Linked DNA regions of Mus musculus: region 1 is linked to region 2. The links are chromatin contacts, called in public promoter capture Hi-C maps. All regions are on one chromosome and are shown on one strand. The core of a region is the stretch at or near the end of the contact, and the rest is flanking DNA. Distances in the headings are between cores, read along the strand shown. Region 1 holds the start of Rps9 (ribosomal protein S9). Region 2 holds the start of Tmem86b (transmembrane protein 86B).

Region 1 (4,240 bases), core at 945-3,444, 930 kb after region 2:
CTCAACATTGACTCCAATCTCCCTCCAGGGGGGGTGGCACCAAGAGCTGTTACCTGTCCAGCTGCTTGAGTGCCTGGCAGACACCTTCACAAGGTGTACGGCTTGAGCCGCAGTGACCCTTGCGCTGGGCTATGGGGAAACAAGGCTGTCCCCAGTCCCCCATAAGCTGTTTGCAGGGCACGATTCTGAACCCTCAAGGGTAAGCTCACATCTGTCAGCTCCAAAGGCTGCACAGGAGATAGAATGGCAACTTAGCTAACGAAACCAACGGCACAAGTAGGGAAATAAAGATTTACAGGCCCAGCTGCAACTCACCTAATGTGACGTTGGCGGATGAGCACACGGGCATGGTGAATAGATTTGGCCAGGCCCAGCTTAAAGACCTGGGTCTGCAGCCGCCTCTCCAAGAAATCCTCAATCTTCAGGCCCAGGATGTAATCCAGCTTCATCTTGCCCTCGTCCAGCACCCCAATGCGAACAAGCCGCCGCAGGAGAGCATTGCCTGTGACAGGGGGAGCAGCAGCCAATGAGGCCCGACCTCAGACTTCCCCAGTCTCTGAGTAGAGGACTACAGCTTTCACTCATTTTTGTAGGGAGCTCTGGTGCCTGATAACTTTTCTTCCCAGAGCCCTAGGCTTGAGACCCTGACATGGCCACTGTGCCACCCTTTCACCAACAGGCATCACGCAGGCTTACAGTTTTTCATCCAGCCTTTAAGCCTAAGATTAAGAGCTCTAATGCTCAACTTTAAAAACAATTTTCATTTTCACAACATGAAAAGCTAGGGCTAACAGTTCAAAGGCAATCTGAGCTACACAGTACCATCAGGCCAACAATATATACACAAACAGCACACATTTATTCCTCAGACTACTCTCCCAGGAGTTAAATGAACTGTGTATGTAGGCCCAGTCACCTATAAGAAACCCTAAGTATGGAATATAAATATGTTAAAATATAGGCTCAACCTGGATTAACATTGTATAAACGCTACCCAGATGCAAATGCAAAAATACGTCCCCCGGATGGAAAAATAATCATTACTCCTCTTACACCACATGAAACTAAATAAAACATCCAGTATTAAGACAGAAAAAGCATTAGTGCAACTCCCATTGTCTTTGGCCTCCATTTGTCCAATGCAGACAGAACTAGATTCTAGAAACTCAAAAAGAATCCTTGTGGTGTGATTGGGGGGCGGGTGGGGGGGTGTCGCAGAGAGGAAACTGGGAAGAGAAATAACATTTGAAATGTAAATAAAATAACCAATAAGAATCCTTGTGACACATACCCAGCACTTCTGAATTTCTGGCAGTTTATGGCAAGACTGACTTACATTTGAGTTCCAGGCCAATCTACACCAAGACCCTGTCTCAATCCCCACTAGCCCAACTTGTTCAGTCACATCTCCCACGCCCTAAAACACTCAGCAACCACCACTCCTTCGAAAATAGGCTCATACACACCTTCAAACAGACGCCGGGGATCCTTCTCGTCTAGCGTCAACAGCTCCCGGGCCGCCTTACGGATCTTGGCCAGGGTAAACTTGACCCTCCAAACCTCACGTTTGTTCCGGAGTCCATACTCTCCTGCACGTGGTTGGGAGGAGACCGCGGGGCAAGAGCCATGGGTTACTACATGTGCATGGCGACTAGAGAACACAAAACTAAACTGCAATCCTCTGGCGCCACACAGGATGCTCCAGAACGAGCACGTGGGAGACAGACATCATGGCTACCTAACTCTTCCCGGATCCGCAATTCGAAATTCTACTTTGGCCACTCACCAATCAACTTTAGCTCCTGGTCGAGACGCGACTTCTCGAAGGGTCTCCGTGGGGTCACATAGGTTTTGCGACAAACCCAGCTTCTGGCGACCGGCATGTTGACCTCGCTAGGCCGGCTGCGCCTGCGCAGTAAAGTGTCGTTTTAAAAAATAATCTTGTGGCGCATGTGCAGCAAAACCCCGCTAGGGACACGGCGACACCAACTCGGCTCTCAGAGAAATCCGCCTTAGAAAACTTGAAAATGGGATTGTTCCACAACCGTGTTGTAACTTCCAGCCACCTTCGCCCCACCCTCTTACTCAGCATGTTCATGAAGATTCGAATGGCTCCGTTACCTTACACCATCAACCCCTAAAAGGCGAACTCAACAATCAGAACACTCACCTACGAACTCAGGCCCGAGACAAAGAGAGACAAGGCGGTTGGACCGAGGTCTTATAGTAACGTCGCCTTGTAGTGACGTCATCACGCACCGCTCGCGACTACGCCAATCAGAAGCAGGAAAGCCATAGAGACGAGCAGGCCGGCTAGAGCGGCGCTTCGCTGGGCCGACTTGCCAGTGAGGTGGTTAGGCGATTAAAGGGCTATGGTGACATTTGGTTAATCCAAGAATTAACGAGGCTGCCCCTTCCAGGGCTAAAGCATTGATTGAGTAACCACAGTTGTCACTTTTTGTTTCAACAAAAACTCTTGGTAAAAACTTACAGGGAATTAAGGGCAGCAGCCAAGGTTCCCCACCACTGTCTCAATCTCATGGCAGTGCCCTTGCCCTTAAAAGTACTCGGGTTTGTTTGGAGAGATGGCTCAGCGGTTAAGAGCACTGATTGCTCCTCCAAAGGTCCTGAAAATCCCAGCAACCCCATGGTGGGTCACAACCATCTGTAATGAGATCTGACCACCTACAGTGTATTTAGATATAATAGATAAATAAATCTTCTTTTAAAAGTGCTAAGATTTTAGGTGTGAGCCACAAAATACAATAATAAAAAATACAAACATTATGAAAATAGTATAAATATGTCGTGCTGGGCTTATTTTAATATTGAAATACACATCTTGTGCTGGTTTGTCTTGACAGCTTGACACAAACCTAGACATGTGGAAAGAGGAACTCATTTAAGAAAGTGCCTCCATCATCTTGGCCTATAGGCAAGTCTCTCCTAATCTATTTATTGTTTTGATGCAGGGTTTCCTATCAAATGACTATGAATTCCAGATCCTTCTGTCTATACCTCCCAAATGCTGGAATTACAATCCGCTTTCATGCAACTGATATGTTTGTTTGTTGAGACAGGGTCTTTCCTCTTATTCCTGGCTGTCCTGGAGCTTCCTATTCAAACTCACAGAGTTCTGCCTGGCTCTGTCTCCCAAGTACTGGGATTAAAGACATGCACTACCACAGCCAGCTTTGTGTATATCTGATATTTTATAACTATTTTTTATTTAAGGGAAATGGGGTCTATGAGTCCTGGCTATCCTGGAACTATGAACTATGTAGCCAGGCTGGCCTCAAACTCATAGACATGTCCTTGCCTCTGTCCTTGAATAGTAGGAGGATAGGCCTGTACCACTAGGCCTAGCTCAGATATTTTTTATTTTAAACAGTGTGATTGGTAAGAATTTACACTTGCGCGGGGCAGTCTTTAATCCCAGCACTTGGGAGGCAGAGGCAGGTGGATTTCTGAGTTCAGGGCTACCCTGGTCTACAGAGTGAGTTCCAGGGCTATACAGAGAAACCCTGTCTTGGAAAAAAAAAAAAATTTGCACTTGCATTTGTATACTCAAAAGGCATCTTGTTCATTTAGTCTGGGAGGACAGATTGGTAGACAAGGAGACAGATTAGCTTACTTTCTGGGTCAAACATTTGCTTTCTAAATTTTTTTTTTGTTGTTTTTTGTTTGTTTGTTTGTTTGTTTTTTCCGAGACAGGGTTTCTCTGTATAGGCCTGGCTGTCCTGGAACTCACTCTGTAGACCAGGCTGGCCTCGAACTCAGAAATCCGCCTGCCTCTGCCTCCAGAGTGCTGGGATTAAAGGCGTGCACCACCACGCCCGGCTGCTTTTTAATTTTTAAAAATGATTTATTTAATGTGTACAAGTATTTTTCCTGCCTATATCCACACAAATACTCCATGTGTGTACCTAGGACCTTCAAAGGTCATAAGGGGTTAGATACCCAAAGACTGGAGTTGTGAGCCCTGTTTGTGCTGTGAACAAAACTCAGGTACTGGGGCTGGCAAGATGGCTCAGTGGTTAAGAGCACTGACTCTTCCTGAGTTCAAATCACAGCAACCACATGGTGGCTCACAACCACTAGTAATGAGATCTGGCACAGTCTTCTGGTTCGTCTGAAGACAGCTACCGTGTAGTAATAAATCTTTGGCCTGGAGCAAGCAGAGTTGACCAGAGCAAGCAGAGGTCCTAAAAATTCAATTCCAAACAACCACATGAAGGCT
Region 2 (4,388 bases), core at 1,739-4,238:
GGTGTGAATGGACAGGGCAGGGCAGGCGGGTATTGCTCTGGCATCTGGTCTGGGAGCCTCTCCTGTGTCTCTTAGGCTTGGGAGTTGACCACAAGCATCCTTTCAAGTTCCTCTTTTACCTTCTAGGTCTCAGGACCCCACACATCCCTCAGCACCTCAGGAAGTCACAGATAGCAGCAAAGTAGCAGAGCCCTTGGGTGAGCTAAGCCATACCTTTCCCATAAGGGCTCTGGACTCTGCCTCAGGCCCATATGTATGAAGACGGCACAGCCATGTCTCAGCTTGCTGGAAGGTGGCAGCTGAGATGTGGTCCATCTCTTTCTCCACAGCCCCCTGCCAGGCCTTGGTTAGTGTTGCGGATGTCCAGGCCACACTGCATGGGATGCGCTCTGCCCCCAGCTCCTTGGACAGGTGACCATTGATGTCCCATCTCCTGGAGGGGGGTAGGGGAAGCCCAGCCTCCTTGCCGAGGTGGGTGCTGGGCTCTTGTCCCTACTGTCCTTAGCACTAAGCTCTACCTTGAGCTCCTGTGTCCTTGTATCCATTCCTTTTTGTAATTAAATGTTTTGGACAATGGCACCTAAAAGGGCTCTTGTGATCCCAGAGTTAAGAACAGCTTCCAAGAGGATCAGGGACCACGAGAAGCAGGACTGTGCATAGCCCCAGAAGCGTATCCTGCAGGGGGATGACCACTGAGAGGAGCTGGGTATAAGTTCTGGTTTCCCCCTGTGGCTCTGCAGCCCCACTATGCTCTGCCATCAGTATGCTCATAGGCTTTTTTGTTCTGAGATTTCTTTGTTACCCAGCCGTGGCCTCAGGCAGGCAGTGATATGGAATATCTAACAGTATTCAAATTGATCTCTCTTACAGTGCAACCAGAGACCCCTCTACCTCTGTCCCAGACTTCAAGGCCCACCAGTCTCCTCAGACCATGGAGGGGAAAAGGAGCCCAGAACATTTGGGGCTTCCCCAAAGCCAGAGGTGAGTTAGTCTCTCTGGGTGGTGTTGGGTGGATGAAGCAGGGCTAATAGGGCAAGAAGTAACCTCCATGTTTCCTTTTCTCCCCTAACAGTGCCCTTGAGATGCCCAATGGCTCTACCCCAGGAGGGCCTATTTCATCGGGTTCCCAGTGAGTGTGGCAATAGCCTTGGGTGGGTCAGCAAGATGAGGTCACTGGACCCATGTCCATGGTCCATGTGACACATGTGTTTCTCTCTGTTTCCAGGTAGCTGCCTGGTGACAGTGGTGGCCAAATCCTCTGTCCTCCCTGTGGAATCCCTCTGTGGGGCAGGATGAGTCCTTTGGTGGCCCTCTACTCTATTGTCCCACACCCTACATTCTCTCCTCTGGACTCCCAAGGAGGCTGGTGCCAGGGAGATGCCCTCACCCACCCCCATTTGCACTGAGAAGAGAAACTATGGAGTTTTGTCTCCAAGAATAAAGATAGAGAGTCACATAGAAAGGAAAGAGAGAGAGAGAGCGAGAGAGAGAGAGAAGTATATTATATATTATATATATATATATATATATATATATATATATATATATATATATATATATATATATATATATACATATACATATATATGTTGAGGGAGGAGTAAGAAAGAAAGCCAGGACAATAACTGGGCCAGCAGCTCTGAAGCACACCTTCCCCGTCTGTCCCAGTAGGGGCTGGCGCTGGGGTTGGAGGCCGCTGGCCTGTGCTCTGGTGCAGATGCTCTTACCCAGCTTCACTCAGGACCACCTTGGGGTGTAACAGAGGGTGTCATCCGGCCCCTGGCCCTGGGGAACATCCCTAGAGGCCCAGAATGGGGGTTGCTGGGTACCCCATGCCCTGAGGGTTCCAGCACTGCTGCCAAGTGGCCTTGTCCCAGCTCCCCCTGCCCCCCCCAAGGCTGGTGTGAGTGTGCAAGTATGTGTGCAGAGCTTGTGTTTCATACTGCAGATATAAATAAAGGAAGATAGCAGAACATTCCTGCTGTGGGACTGTGAGTTCTGGGACTCAGAGTTGGGTGAACTTGCTCTTCATAGCCTAGAGAGCTACATTCTCTTAGGACCACACTTGTGAGAGTGTGTGTGGGTGTAGGGGATGGGGAATACTTAGACATCAGGCAGAACATCAGGAGTTAGCACTCTGGGGCGCTCTCATCCTGATATGTGTACCTCCGTGGCCCTGTTCCAAAATGCAGATCAGTTAGGGCTGTGCTGACTCAGCTCTATCCTCTAACAGGCCTGCTAAAAGGAGCAAGAGGTCCCTGGACTTTGGAGCTGAGCGTCCTGCCATTACGGGGATAGGAGGCACCAGGCATGTGGTGGTGGCAGAGGCAGAGGCAGGTGGATCTGTGTGAGTTCAAGCCCAGCCATGTCTACAAACTGAGTTCCAGGACAGCCAGGGCTGGGCAGAGAAACCCTGTCTCAAAAACAAAGGTGTGGGGGCTGGTGAGATGGCTCAGTGGGTAAGAGCACCCGACTGCTCTTCCAAAGGTCAGGAGTTCAAATCCCAGCAACCACATGGTGGCTCACAACCATTCGTAACGAGATCTGACTCCCTCTTCTGGAGTGTCTGAGGACAGCGACAGTGTACTTACATATAATAAATAAATAAATCTAAAAAACCAAAAACAAAAAACCAAAGGTGTGGGAGAGATTAGGAGACAGGAAGCTCCCTTGAGAATGGACATACAATGAAGCATCCCTAAGGGGGATGGTTGAGGAACCTAGTAGTTTCTTGGCATCCAGTAGGTCCCTATCTTGTTCATGGGAAGGCTGCAGAACATGAGTGTACAGTGGTGTGGTCGTCCTTCCTTCCAGGGAATGTTTGAATGACTTCAGGCACAATGCAGGATTTATTTAACCAGTGTTTGTGGCAGGACCCCTGTTTTCCAGGGTTGGTTGTAGGGCTACCCCTCTGTGGAACTTTGCATTGTTCCTTATAATTGGCTGGGTGTGAGACAATGGGAGTTCCACTTTGGGGGAGGGGGCTCACTTTTGGAGGTGGTGGCCAGGTTTCTAAGTGCTGGGGGGTGGCCCTTGGTGCCTGATGGGTACCTTATCAGCAAGTGCCAGACAAGAGCAGGCCTTGCGTGAGCCCTGTTATCAGCCCCAGAGTCCACAGGACACTTGGGTTAATGTGTAACCACAAGACTTCCCTCTGCCCTCTGAAGCCACTGGCTCCTAAAGAGAAGCAACTCAGCATGGATGCTAGAAAAGAGGGGCTGCCCCTGGAGACACTCTTTTCAGACCAAGTGAGAACCTGTAAGGTGGGGATGGGCAGGTCTGGGAACATGGGCAGTACTGGGGCCTGTGATTCTCTATGCTTGGTGAGTTGGTGGGGATGCCCTGTCCTTCCAGGAGGCTGGGTTCTAAGGTATCGTGGTTTTGTCCTTGCAGGAGATAGGAATGAAAAGGTTCTCAAGGTGGCTAAAGATCCTAGTCCCGAAAGTCCAACCTGGACATGCTTGGGTCCTGGCATGAGGGTGGTGTGGGGGATGGCCGTTAAAATAGGTTCTCACTGGGTATCCTAGACAGGTTTTGAAATCAACAGCCTCCCGTTTCCACCTGCTAAGTACTGGAATTAGACATTTCCTACAGTGCCTTGCAGTGACCCCTCCCCCAGGACTGGCTGCGAATGGGAGGGAGGCTGAGAAGCTTCGCTCTCTTGAAGTACCCACAGGTCCGCAGGTGGCTGGCCCCCTTCATCCTTGCCTGCTCCCTTTACTTCCTCCTCTGGATTCCTGTGGACCAGCCATCTTGGGTCAGTGCCCTGATCAAGTGCCAGCCCATTCTCTGCCTGGTTGTGTTCCTGTGGGCTGTGGCCCCTGGTGGGAGCAGCACCTGGCTCCTGCAGGGAGCTCTTGTATGTTCTGCTGTGGGAGATGCCTGCCTCATCTGGCCTGAAGCTTTCTTTTATGGTGAGCAGGGGCTTCTATGACAACACACCTAGGGTTCTTGTGGAGTTGAGTCAGTACTGGGACACAGCTTTTCATTATATGGAGCCCTCCCTCCCTAGGTCCTCTGGGTTATCCAGAGGTGCCAGAAGGCAGTGATGGGTGACAGCATAGCTCACAGTTCAGCCAGGGGCTTGGAGTCAGACTGGTTGGAAGATGTGGGATTACCTGGTTGGAAGGGGTGGTGTGGAGAAAATTAAGGTGTAGCATGACTGAGGTGGGTGGGGGAGGTAAGGAGTCATTTTTGAGATGTCTATATATGAGGGCTGGTCTGAATGGCCTCAAATGTTGGATCCTCCTGCCTTAGTTTTCTCAAGGGCTAGGATTACAGGAATAAGGATATGTAGCTGTGTAGATGGGAAGTGTGGCCATCCTGGGCATGGAAAGTGCATGTGGAAAGGACCTGGGGTAATAGTGTATGAGTTACTTTGTCCAAAT

The links. Promoter capture Hi-C pulls out the DNA fragments that hold promoters and counts their contacts.
Region 1: a promoter capture Hi-C map of liver shows a contact between it and region 2, with 3 times the contacts expected there. The contact joins the promoter of Rps9 here to the promoter of Tmem86b in region 2. A contact is called at or near these places in 2 of 39 promoter capture datasets (both in liver), 3 of 115 datasets of contacts at active chromatin or transcription factors (bone marrow-derived macrophages, embryonic stem cells and large pre-B cells) and 2 of 9 other capture datasets (embryonic stem cells and liver).

The regions. Positions count from the first base shown.
Region 1 is chr7:3,701,995-3,706,234 of GRCm38.p6, reverse strand. It overlaps Rps9 (ribosomal protein S9), which reads right to left and starts at 2,194. Exons shown (of 5, transcript NM_029767.2): 1 at 2,171-2,194; 2 at 1,787-1,908; 3 at 1,467-1,589; 4 at 316-502. The coding sequence starts at 1,883.
Region 2 is chr7:4,629,082-4,633,469 of GRCm38.p6, reverse strand. It overlaps Tmem86b (transmembrane protein 86B), which reads left to right and starts at 2,988. Exons shown (of 3, transcript NM_023440.3): 1 at 2,988-3,248; 2 at 3,668-3,914. The coding sequence starts at 3,198. Ppp6r1 (protein phosphatase 6, regulatory subunit 1) reads left to right here. Exons shown (of 24, transcript NM_172894.2): 19 at 1; 20 at 127-197; 21 at 330-411; 22 at 871-981; 23 at 1,073-1,129; 24 at 1,226-1,975. The coding sequence ends at 1,229.